Linked DNA regions of Arabidopsis thaliana: region 1 is linked to region 2. Evidence: chromatin contacts called from public targeted proximity ligation data. All regions are on one chromosome and are shown on one strand. The core of a region is the stretch at or near the end of the contact, and the rest is flanking DNA. Distances in the headings are between cores, read along the strand shown.

The links.
Region 1: a contact with region 2 is called in a targeted proximity ligation map of shoot, with 11 read pairs. A contact is called at or near these places in 1 of 26 Hi-C or Micro-C datasets (seedling) and 1 of 2 datasets of targeted methods (shoot).

Annotation. Positions count from the first base shown.
Region 1 is chr1:20,726,690-20,730,021 of TAIR10.1, reverse strand. It overlaps TBP2 (TATA binding protein 2), which reads left to right and starts at 1,931. Exons shown (of 10, transcript NM_104427.4): 1 at 1,931-2,194; 2 at 2,536-2,615; 3 at 2,711-2,798; 4 at 2,910-2,981; 5 at 3,068-3,118; 6 at 3,244-3,288. The coding sequence starts at 2,539. AT1G55530 (RING/U-box superfamily protein) reads left to right here. Exons shown (of 2, transcript NM_104428.4): 2 at 1-897. The coding sequence ends at 550. It also overlaps AT1G55525.
Region 2 is chr1:20,672,908-20,676,118 of TAIR10.1, reverse strand. It overlaps AT1G55365, which reads left to right and starts at 1,616. Exons shown (of 1, transcript NM_001333708.1): 1 at 1,616-2,664. The coding sequence starts at 1,756. The coding sequence ends at 2,136. NDF5 (NDH-dependent cyclic electron flow 5) reads right to left here and starts at 2,351. Exons shown (of 2, transcript NM_179479.3): 1 at 1,030-2,351; 2 at 1-950. The coding sequence starts at 1,267. The coding sequence ends at 262.

The DNA of each region.
Region 1 (3,332 bases), core at 682-3,181, 54 kb before region 2:
TGTACCTGCTGGTTCTTTAGGTGACTATTTCATTGGTCCTGGATTTGAAATGTTGCTTCAACGTCTAGCTGAGAATGATCCCAACAGATATGGAACACCTCCTGCTAAAAAAGAAGCTGTCGAGGCTTTGGCTACTGTGAAAATCGAAGAGACTCTGCAATGTTCGGTTTGTTTAGATGATTTTGAGATTGGAACTGAGGCAAAGCTGATGCCCTGTACGCACAAGTTTCATAGTGACTGCTTGTTACCATGGCTTGAGCTTCACAGTTCATGCCCGGTTTGCAGATATCAGTTACCTGCAGATGAAGCCAAGACTGATTCAGTAACAACAACGAGCGATAACAATGGAAGCAGTAGTGCTTCTGCTACAACCAGCCATGGAGCTGAGAACAGCGATGGAAACCGGCGCCAAGAAGAAGAAGAAGAAGAAGAAGAGGAGGAGGAGGAGGAGAACGAGAACAATGACGGAAGCGGATTCTCGATCCCGTGGCCGTTTAGCACCTTGTTCTCCTCGTCGCAAGATAGCAATGCACCAACGGATTCTAGTTAAGACATGTTCCCTGAGCAACATAAGCTTTTTGGTGTGATCATGAAATCTCGGTTCTACCTAAATCTGATCTTTTGTCTGTACATAAGTTTCTCAGATTTGGTTGAATGCTACATCTTTGGAAAACAAATATCTTTCAGTTTGTGTTTTTTTAATTGTTTTTGAGCAAATCTTTTGCCGGATTCTGTAAGTCGCTTGTGTGTTTTTTGTTGTCAACCAAAGCCACTTTTGCAACTTAGTTTGTTAAATTAATGCCTTAATGGTAAAATAACAAGATTGGTGGCTGTAGTACGAATTGTGTTGGTAATAAATTATAAATTTAAACATAAAAAGTAATTTAACATTCATCACCTTTGTTGTATGAAATGGAATTGTATAATATTGTATGCCTAATTACTTAGACCGACTCGTTTAATATGTCGTCATCCAAAACAAAATATGATGTCTTTTACTAAACTTAATGAAGTGATGCTTTTTCCTTGTGTTAATCCATGATTGCATTACCATGTAATCTTTTGTTTACGCGTAAACATTAATTAGAATTTATAAAAGCTAGAGTTCACATGTGTAAAATGCGACCAAAGTTACCAACTTTATGCGCTATTAACGAACCTTTTGACATTAACGAACTTAACTTTGATATAGTATATATACTAATATATTAACGTTTCACCAAATCTCCTTGTATATATATAAGTATTGTAGTATCAACTTATTACATTATCTCTCAGATTAGTCATAATCCAAAAGAAGAAGTAATGAATCGTCAGGTTTTATCCCTAATCACTTTGATTATTCTCTTGGTCTCCGCGTACAACACGACTATGGGCCGAACTCTGCCGAGTAAGTGACCGTCTTTGATCATACAAATACAATCACGCATAAACAAAACTCATATTCAGTTCTTAATCTCTTTTTTTATTATTATTATAAATTAAGGGGAAGGAAATGGAGCACAACAATTTGATAATCTAAAAGCTGGTGTCAGACGAAGTGAATCGGCACGTACTCGTCAGAAAGGACCCGGACACTGATGAGTGATGATCTCTAACAAGTTTTAGTTGGCACCTTCATGCAATAATTGATAATCTACTGCTTTGTAATAAGTCCGTCGTTGTGGCGATTCATAGTCTCTACTCGATTCATATTTGTGAACGTGTCTTGAGTTATAGTCTTACATATAGATCCAACAAAAAAACGTATGCTAACACATTCTGTAATAGAACACGTGGCAGACAAAGAGTGGACGGTTCCCTAAAATTCCAGTAAAGACCGTAACATTAAAATCTAATAAGCTGAATTCCCATAATTACCCTCATCCGACAAAGAGAGGCAAGGGTAGTTTAGGAAAGTATATAGAGGTAATAACGTGTCCTTAAGCTCCACAGATCCAAAGCGCAGATCACAAATCTCATCCCCAGAGAGAGAACCCAGAGAGCGATATTGAAAATCAAAACTCTCTCCTTTATATATAATCCCAATTTACAAATCTCTTTCCCTCTCTAAAAATTTCTTATCTTTGTATAAAAAGCCTTCTCCTTTTTCAAATCATTCACCTTCCTTTCGCCTTTTCGGGGGAATTTCTTCCAATCTGTTGGGTTTACGAAACCCTAGATTTCGAAATTCCGGATTGCTAACTAGCGAAAGGTCTGATTTTGTTTCGTACCCTTTGTTCCTAATGGATTCAATTCCACGGATTTTATCTGAATTGAGTTTCTTCGTAGTTGCTTGTTACGAATTGGATCTCATGTTCTGAAGTTGTGTGTTTCATAGCTTTTCGTTGTTTGATTGTGAAACAATGTTTCTAGATTTCAATTATCAAAACTGGTTTTTAGATAACCAGATTTGGTCAATGAAATTGTAAAGCTTGAAAACAATTTTGTTTCGTGGATGCTTGTTGGTTTGGATCGACATGAGTTTCTGTTTTGCCCTATTTAAGACGAGATTTATAGCTGATGTGTGTGTGTTTACGTTGATTCTTATGTTAGAGAATGGCTGATCAAGGAACGGAAGGGAGCCAGCCAGTTGACCTTACTAAACATCCTTCAGGGATTGTTCCTACTCTTCAGTGAGTTCTCTCTTTTGTGTCTCTGTTTTAAGATTCTGAGTTTGTGCTTTTGTGAATCACAAGATCTTACCTTTTTCTTTTTTGGTTTGTTTCAGAAATATTGTCTCAACAGTGAACTTAGACTGCAAGCTTGATCTTAAAGCCATAGCTTTGCAAGCTAGGAATGCTGAATATAACCCCAAGGTTTTGCTTTCTTTGTGATATTCGTGTTTTAGTAATCGATCATTTTGTTTGGTCTCCACCACTTTGGTTTGTATTTTCGGATTTGGTTTTAATCTGTGTTTTATGTTCCAGCGTTTCGCTGCTGTAATCATGAGGATCAGAGAGCCAAAGACCACAGCGTTAATTTTTGCTTCTGGGAAAATGGTATGTTTTCCTTTGTCACTTTTTCTCTTATGGCCTAATCTTCCATGTCCTTGTTTTGACGTGGCATCTATGCTGTCCAATATTAGGTGTGTACCGGAGCTAAAAGTGAACATCTTTCAAAGCTTGCTGCAAGAAAGGTAAACTAGCTCATCTCAATACTGTCTGATGTTCTTCTTCTAGCATCACTGTAGTTAGAAACTTGTTACAGCTCTAGTAGGTATTTGTTCTCTGTTATATTAAAGAATTCCTTTTTGTTGTTCAGTATGCTCGGATTGTTCAAAAGCTTGGCTTTCCTGCAAAGTTCAAGGTACTCATATGTCTCTCTCTGGTCCTGATCCAGCACACACTGTG
Region 2 (3,211 bases), core at 367-2,866:
ACCAATGTCATTTGGATGGTGAAACTTGAAAGAATAGTTTTGATGCATTAGGAATTAGGATTGTGAAGATGTAGGACACCTCTCCATACACAACCAGATTCCAAAGAGATTGGACTTAGCAATGAAGATGGTCCAATACATACATAAGCAGACTTTGTGTAACTTTCAAGTCTAGAACCAGGACTGTACATGTACACTTCTTCAAACCCTTCTCTTCCCACCACCACCGAGTTCCTTCTTCCCTGCAGAAATCAATCCATTTCATATGAATCCACAGAGAAAATTTAAATATAATTGAAGTTTAGTAAGTATTACTACCCTATCAATGACAGTGAAGCTCTTTGGAGCACATGTGTATATCCTACTCATCTCTCTATTCAACTGTTTGTAGTTGCTCTCTTCTTCCCCACCAAACCCGGGTTTTTCTTCTTCCTTCTCGCCTTGAACCACCCCGAAACGAGGAAGAAACGGAGTCGTTTCCACAAAATCCGAACCTTCCAGTCCAACTGCATATGTAGCTTCTGGTGTACTCACTGTCAAATAACTTACAAGTGAACAACCTTCAAGCTTGATTGGTGAAATGCCTTTGTTTGTCATAGAAAGCTCAATGCTCAGTGTGTTTTCTCTCAGACTAATAATCTGTTTCAGTTCAATCTCTTTGATCTTCTTGTCACTTCTTCTCAGCTCCATTTGAACGCAATCCTTTGAATCACCACTGATCCCTTGGAGTCTCCAGTCACTGATTTCATCAGAATCTGATGATCTAAATGCAGATGAAACACCTCCTCGTATCACTACTTCTTCCTCCTCTTGTTCGACCCATGTGTGGAGAAGCTCCACTTTGCCACCGTGCCACACTCGGACTTTGTACGATGTTATCATCCCACGTGTCAACATCACATTCGCTGAACTCCCATTGTCCAGTTTTAGTCTAGCAATACATGTCTCACCTGCCCCATTATCAAAGTGTTAAGCTTCTTTTTTAAAACTCGTTTCATTTAAAAAGACTGAAACTAGAGAAATATTTACCAATATCTTCGAAAGTGGCTCCATGGCCGGAGAACTCTCGCCGGAGATACTCAACATCAATAGGAAACGCCGGTGAAGCTGAAGCTGAAGCTGATGGTGGAACAGAGGATTCTAATCTCTTAATGTTTTTATGAAACTGAAGTGGCAAAGAAGCAAAAGATGAGCTCAAATTAATCTTTGAAGATCTACTCAAAGGAAAAGTGCTACGTGAAACATTCATGTAATGAACCAAAGCCATTGTTACGGCTCTGAAAACGTTTCAGAGTTTAGCCATAGAGAAAGAAGAAGAAGACAACACTCACAATCTGGCCTTATCTTCAAACAACCATTTGATATTTCAGTGGCTCCATCTCTCTTCAGTGACAAGTAATGGTTTGGGCCTTTATTATAGGACACAAACTTTAAACTTATACACCCAAAATCTAGTTCCTGTCCAAAGATTTTAACTTTGGGCTTTAGAAGTGTAAGTTCAAAAGTGGGTTTTGTTTTTTAAGCCCAAGGTTCCAACTTCCAACTTTCGAATGAAACACCCTTAAAAGTTCCAAACTGATCCCAGTGAACAGTGGTTGTGCAAAAAACAAAAAAACGGTCAACTTGCAAAAACAACAACAAAGTCTTTACCAAACGCACGAAACGGTTCCGAGAAGAAGTCAAAATCGTAACCAACCAAAGAAAAAAACCCATCGCCGAATTCAACGCAGCCTTGAGAGAGAGAGAATCTTGGTAATGGTGTTCAACAGTGCGATGGTTATGGCGGTGGCAGAAGTCTCCACCGACACGTGGCAACTGATTTGGAGGGTTCCGTCGTCGCAGAGGATCGATACAGAGCAGCTTTTTGACATAGCTGTTTGCTTCCCGATTCATCAATTGAGTCGTTTCGTTCTCTGTTTATGGACTTTCATGTGTCTTCCTTCTTCTGATTCTTTCTACTCTTACACGTACGAGACTTTATCTGCTTCTTCTTCTTCGGAGGCTGATGATGATGATCGACTTGCTTTTGATCATAATAATCTTTATAATCGTCGTGATTATTATTCTGATGATGATGATCAATCTATTTCATCGTTTGATGATGACAATTATGATCACTACTCTCATTCAGATTAACAATTTTTTTGTATATATAGTTTTTCTAAATTTTGGGGTTTTCTGAGCTGATTGATTTAGGTAAATGCCCTGTTTGGTGAAAGTTACAATCTGTTTTTTTTTAGACACTGTAAATTAATATACACGTGGATATTAATAGATTTTCCATTGAATTTCCCATCTTTGTGTTTTCAATTTGGTATTGTGTTTTAGGTTTGATGATATATATTATGCAATGGTTTTGTTCTTGCCATATTTGTGATCTCAAAGAAGCTTCTTATAGACTGATTTTGTGTGAGAAGGTTTCAATAATGTTTTGTGTTTAATTCTCATTTCCTAGTAAGACTCTACGTAAACTGATTGGTGTAGACGCTGAGGTTAGGATCAATTGAATCAAATAACCAAGTTTTCTGAGATTTGGGAGTCTTGAGAGACAAGAAGTTGTTGTGTTTTGAATAGGTCAATATAAATTTTTCTTAGACCAAATTGTCTTCTTGCCATGTTATTTGTTATCTCAAAGAAACTCTTAATTTGTGATATTTGTAGCCGATGCTTGTAATTCCATTGCAAATTTGTAATGAATTATTTTACTCGCAAATTTGCCTAAAAATATATCGTTGTGAACCGGTGACCATTCAGCAACAGTTGGATGCTGGATAATATCTAACTACCAATATTCCGATACCGAAGTGTTTGGTGACTAAAGGTGACAAATTTAAATTTAACAAGCAATTTTGAGACTGAACCACTTATAAAACAGATGTTATTTTTCAAGTTTCATGAATTATTCGAAAATTGATTATTAGTAAAACGGGATAGGAAGAAAAATGTAAAACTGCTACTAATGTGAAAGCACTCTCTATATCAAATGCGAAACTGCTACTAATGTGAAAGCACTCTCTATAGTTTCCAAATTTGTTAGTAGTGAGTTTTCTCTCATTCAGATCAACATATTTTGTTTTCTCTTTTTTAGCTGTTCTGCTTGTTGGGGTTTATGAGCTGACTCATTTAGGTGATCCCCTGTTTGTTGAGAGTTACAATCTTTTTTGTTGCTTTTGAGACACTGTACAGTATTATTACTGCTGGATATTGAAAA